Linked DNA regions of Sus scrofa: region 1 is linked to region 2. A link is a contact called in public Hi-C data. All regions are on one chromosome and are shown on one strand. Each heading gives the region's core, a stretch centred on a gene start, on an enhancer-like site or on the middle of the called end of the contact. The rest is flanking DNA. Distances are from core to core; before and after follow the strand shown.

Region 1 (3,125 bases), core at 77-2,576, 280 kb before region 2:
TCTGAGTTCCAATCCAATTTTTCTGATTAAGAAGGTCTTATATGGGTCTAAAAAAAATTATATTTTTAAAAGTTACACAGTGATACTGCTGGTCCTGGAATCTCCCCTGAAAAGTATTCTTCTGGAAGAAATTAATGAAAAGGGCAGGTGATTAACAAAAAATGAAAACCAAGTATGAAACCTAGACGGCTTCTGTGGTTCCTCACTAAGAGTCTATATCCTACAACAGGAAGAAAACAAAACTGGACTAGATTCTGGCTTAGTAGTCAGGACAACCAAACTCCCAACAAGGAAAATACTCAGCCAATGCAGGCTGTTAGATAAAGAGCATGACCTGGTTGGGACAATAGGATCTTTTCACTTGGGACAGAGGTCATCTGGGAAAAGGACCCTCAAAATTTTGAACCCCAAAGGGCTCTGCAACTTTAGAGCCTAGAAAAGTGGCCCACACATTATTATTAAGAGCTGGCATCCTTACCTTGATTGAAAACAATGCAGAGATCATTCATCTGCAAGATAACATGTGACCCCCACAACACACAATTCAAGGACAGTGATCCCTAAAAACAGCCAGCATGGCAAACACTATCTCAGTATCTGCTTCTAAAGAACCCGACTGTGACAGTGGGCCTCTAGCTGGCGATAACTGGAACCAGAAATTCCACAGTATTAATCTTCTTTTCCAACATTTCTATCTTTTTCTGCCTATCAGCTTAATTCTCTCCCACTGAAGGTATTTTTCAATCCTGTGTGTGGACAACACAGCCATGGACCTATCAGACTCACAGGATAGCAATTTTGTGGCCTAAGAGTCTAAGCTCCAAATTGAAAAAAAATCCAGGGGAAGAACCTCGTTGATCTGGCTTTGGTTATGTGCTCACACCTTGGACTAATCACTCATCAATGCGCCCAGAGGCATTAAAAACAAACAAACAAACAAACAAAAACCCATAACCATGGCATCCTAAGTCAAGTCCCCATTTCTGGGGCCAGAGAGCAAAGGACTATTACCAGAAGAAGAAATAGAAGGCACAGAATGAACAAGAACAATAGTAAGCCACTTTAAAATGTGATTGATACAAATTAATACCAGAATCCTCCCATATGTCCTCAATTATTTTGATAGTTTAAAAAGGTATGTGGGAAGATGAAGAAAAAAGTGACTACTTCTTGAACTACAAATTTTCCTATCTGATTGGGTATGAAATTAAAAGTCAGTAATGCGTCCTGGTTGCAACACAGAAACCTAACCTCTAACTTAAGCAAAAGCTGGAATGTATTGGAAGTCTCATGTAACTGCAGGAAGCAGTGATTCAGCTGGCCACAGACTCAAACACCACCAAGGCCATCTCTTTCATCTCTTGCCTTGGCTTCTCACTGTGTCACATCACACTCTCAGACCAACTTTCTCCACGTAGCAGGAAACAAGAGAGTGTGAAGCCACCTGCTTCCTATTTCCCTTCATCACAAATGCGGAAATACCTTCCCCCCTCCCCATGTTTAGTTTGAACAATCATAGGAAAAATCTTGATGGCCTGGTTGTTCACATGCCTGTCTCTGAGAACAACCATGAATAATCAGGAGGAAAGTCTCTTAGGGTTGGAGCAGCTTGATTTCATAATCATTGTGGGGGGAAAAAAAAAGGAGATGAATTATTTAAGAACGTGGAAGAACCAGGAGAACTACTCGGCTGGGAAGGGAGAAGAAGCATATATCAAAAGAGGGAATGCATATCCTAATAAAATCATAAGGGTACTAGACAGAGAAAAAAAACGGACTCCACCTCAGAGAACCTAAGAGCAGGGTTTGCTTTCTACCAGAAGTAGGGGAAGTCACATGCACCAGCCTGCAAAGTTTATAACATAACACACACAAAAAAGGAGGCACCAGTTCCCATTCAACCTCAGCCACCTTTGAAAAGATAGAGGGAGAAAAAGATAGGCTGTAGGATATAAGAATCTAAAAGGACCCTTACAAACCACTAAATTCCATCTCATTATTTTTTGGATGAGGCAGCCAAAGCCCACAGAAAAGTGGGCTCTTTCAAAACCACTGTTTGGGAGTTCTCACTATGGCTCAGTGGATTAAGAACCCAACTAATACCCAGGACGATGTGGGTTCAATCCCTGATCTCACTCCAGTGGGTTGGGGATCCAGTATTGCTGCAAGCTGTGGTGTAGGTCTTAGATATCGCTTGGATCCTGCATTGTAAGGCTGTGGTGTAGGCCAGCAGCTGGAGCTCTGATTCAACCCCAACCCTGGAAACGTTCATATGACACAGGTACAGCCCTAAAAAGAAAAGAAAAAAAGAATTTAAGTAAATTAAAAACCAAAACAAAACCACTGTTTGGTGGAAGGTACCATGATTTCTAGTCCATGGCTCATCCCACTATGTCGCAAGAGCCTATCCTCGTTAGTACTAATACCTCCAAGATTCTAGACATCATTAACCATATTCCTTGATTTTCAGGACTTAGGGTTTTCAATGATTTTCTCTGCTCACACAAGTTTTTCAATGGAAAGACAATAAATAAAAATTTAAATATTACTGGGGAGTAGCAGCCAAATAAATTTTTCAAAATTGACGCTGAACTTAGCCTAAGTTTTAAGACTAATATACTGTACCCAGCCTTAATCATTTAAAAACTAATTTAATTACTAAAATTGTAATCTGTCTCAATACTACTGACTCATGTATTTTACATTCTTTGTCTGCATTCCCCTAGAGCTGAGGGGAAATTTTGGCCAAAAAGAAGGGAAAAAATGAGAACCATATCAATGTTCAGCCAGAGAAATAAAAAGGCACTCAGCATATAACTTAGAAAAAGTTAACTTGATCTTAGTCGCTGACAGAAGAAATAAAAGGAGTTCACCTAAGTTCAATCTTAATGCTTTTGGAATTAATTATGAGTATAATTGGTCTCTCCCCATCTCTGAGAGTATTCAAATGCTTTAAAAACTCAAATTACCGAAATATTTTAGGGACTCACTTTATAGCTTGTATTGCAAAAGCTGTCTTCCTGCACTTCAATTTATAGAGTGAAAAACAAAGTAAGGTCCAGTAGTACTTTGTGTTCTTTATGTTGAGTTTTTTCCATAATTGTGTGTCTATTCTGGAGTTTGAA
Region 2 (2,762 bases), core at 162-2,661:
GAACTCATCTTCCTCTTGCCAGTGCATTTCATCACCCCCCGCCCGGTGTCCTCCCCACCCCAACACACACACACACTTGGCAGTCCTTGACCTTCCTCACGTCTAGTCCATAAAGCTATCCCGGCCTGAGCTATGCCCTATTAACCAGGAAGAGCTAGACTTCCGTCAGATTAAAGACCCTCCCTGAGGCTCTCCCTTCCAGACTCCAGCAAGCACTGCTGTGCTGCAGGTGCGCCCACCATGCACGGGAGGTCACGCCCTTTTCCTTCTTTCTGAGCCCCGACTCCCCACACCCAGGCCAGGCCCCTATATGCCCATTTCGAAAGCACTAGCATGCACTATGCAGGATCCACTTCCTTATGTCACTGGGGGAAAAAATAATAATAATAATAATAATGCCCTTCAGGAAGCCGCTGTCAACTTTTCTGAAGCAAGAACTGAAAAAAGCAGCTCCCGTCTCCCAACATTACCATCTCCGAGGAAAATTCTTCAACAATGAAATAACCACATATTTCATAAAACAAACCCAAAAGGAGTTCAACCAGTCTGTTAAACAGTAACAGGTTGCAAAGCCAGAACTAACCTGGATGAGGACTTCAAGCTGTGACAAAAAGAACACGAAATCAAGTTACAAATGGTCAAAGTCCACTGACTGACTGAATGACCCTCTGCCATTTCTGACAGCTGCACACCTGCTGTTCAGCAGTGGTGATTTTTTTTTTTTTTTTTTTTTGCCTGTTCAGCCTCGACCTGCTGAAACATAGCTCAGATGCAAATATTTTAGGAGGATACACTTCCTTAATACTGGACTATCAAAGCAAGGCCGAGCAGATTTTTCCAAGAATACAAGGTCTCATTCGAAGAGCAGACTTACAGTTTCAGCTCAGTTCAACTTTGTGGACAGACTACATACACCTCAATGAAGTTCTTTTCCTCAGTGTCTTTAAGGAGCATTTCTATGACTGATCCCAACACAAGGAGGGTTAATTATAAACTCTCAGGGTACCACTTGACGACCCAGGCACTGGTGGCAGCTGCAAGGACAGAGGTCATGTATGCTTCTCTCTAGAATAAAATTCTCTTTACCCCCACGTTAAGGTGATTACTCAAACTTTAAAGACTCCCTGTGCCCCGCCCCCCATTCCAGCCTACTCGAATTTTCCTTAGGCTGATTGACTCTAGGAAAACAAGGATTGCATTATGCTTGCCTCCTTGCAATGAGGTCAGTTCTAGTTTCAAATTCCCTTTCAGAACAACCCCAAGGCCACAGACTGTTAGAAACCCCAGCTGCTTGATAGCACAGGAGGGCCTCAGCCATGACAAGGGAGCATTACTCAAGTCCTAATCAGCAAATGCATCCTACACCCAGACTGGCATCCTTGCAGGTCGATTCCGACACGCTGGGCAGAAACACGTCTGAAAACAAACCCAGTCTCGGCTCCTCCTCCCAAAGCTCCTCGGCCAAAGCCAGGCTGCAGTGCAACGTTCAGCGGTGATTTTCTCCAACTGGCACCATCTGTGCAAGCCCTGCCAGACGTGCTGACAGAGCAGGCTGCGTAGACCATTACTAATCCACCAGGGTCAACGGGGTCAGGCCTGCAACACGATGCCTATAGATTTCAAAGGCAGGCCTTCCCTCCATGCCAGCTAATCCATCTATGTTGAAAAGCAAGCACATTTTTAGTCCACTTTCTTTTAAATTTCAAAGGAAAAAAAAAAAATCTCATTTTTAAAGCTCTTAAGCGAGGGAGTAGCTTGCATGTAGTCGGCGCCCTGATACCAGTTAAACTGTATGAGGCCTTCAGGGCATGAGGCTCACTGTCGATCCTTTGCCAAAACTGGGTCAAGAGACCAAGAGGATAACTCTCCTCAGATGACAAAAAGCCTTCAAAAGAAGAGGGACACCATGGATCAAGACTCAGTCTCTGTGGCCAAGAGTCCCCTACCCCAAGCTGAGCCTACAAACAAAGAGTAAATGCCAGCAGCTTGTCTCCCAGGATCACAAAGTGTGAGCTGAGGCAGTGTCAGCTGGGCTGGTAAGTAGCATTACCCACCACCTACTGCAGAATTCTGCCATGAGCAATGCCCCTACTATCGGCTACCCTCCAAGCGTTTGCTAAATACCTACTGGGTGCCAAGAGCTCATGTTTCTTTGCATTTCTGCAGTGTCTCCATTAAGGAACCAGGATGACTGTGAGTCTAGTACCTCAGCCTTGGACTGGCCCGAAGAGGCCCATGGCCCCACGAAAGCAGGATGGTGACCTTGTCTTCCAAGTGTCCCTGGGCAGCACAGACTTGCTGCAGGCCTGCTGCAGTAACAAAATAAAGCAGCTTGTAGATACTTTTATGAATACCAATGTGTGTGTGTCAGGACCAACACTGCCATCATTTCTTTGTAGTAGATGGTATGTTATTCTAGATCTTCAAAAGATGACTCAATCTAAGAGCCCAAAAAACTCCAACGGCCACAAAACTAAAACATCACCCCAAGCTCCAAAGAACCTAGAGCTTTTGTTCATAATAATTAAAGGTTTAAAGACATTTCACGATAAGTGACTTCATCTTCTTACATGTGCTTAGGTATCAGTTTCTCCCCTTACCAGAGTTTAAACGGCTACAGAGGTAGGAGTTAGGAGGAATTTGCAGGTTAAAAAATAATGAATGATTCCTTTAACCCAGATCATTTTCCTTGCACAGCAAGCTGGGAGGGTCACAGATCTGACAAGGCTGCCCCAGCCTAATCTGAGGAGCCGGTTTGCATG

What was found. Hi-C and Micro-C count contacts between places; a contact is called where the count stands out from the background.
Region 1: a Hi-C map of embryonic fibroblasts shows a contact between it and region 2, with 3 times the contacts expected there. The contact joins two enhancer-like sites. A contact is called at or near these places in 2 of 47 Hi-C or Micro-C datasets (embryonic fibroblasts and fibroblasts).

Annotation. Positions count from the first base shown.
Region 1 is chr7:17,399,317-17,402,441 of Sscrofa11.1, reverse strand. No RefSeq gene overlaps it. Among named protein-coding and RNA genes, the nearest start is that of PRL, 63 kb to the left of the region's middle. Within about 2 kb of position 1,326, at least 2 of the 83 cell types and tissues checked have an H3K27ac peak or open chromatin away from gene starts, as enhancers often do. A contact at or near this core is called in embryonic fibroblasts, where this site is marked.
Region 2 is chr7:17,120,135-17,122,896 of Sscrofa11.1, reverse strand. The region is part of intron 3 of LOC100512907 (a long non-coding RNA gene); the gene reads right to left. Among named protein-coding and RNA genes, the nearest start is that of SOX4, 230 kb to the right of the region's middle. Within about 2 kb of position 1,411, at least 30 of the 83 cell types and tissues checked have an H3K27ac peak or open chromatin away from gene starts, as enhancers often do. A contact at or near this core is called in embryonic fibroblasts, where this site is marked.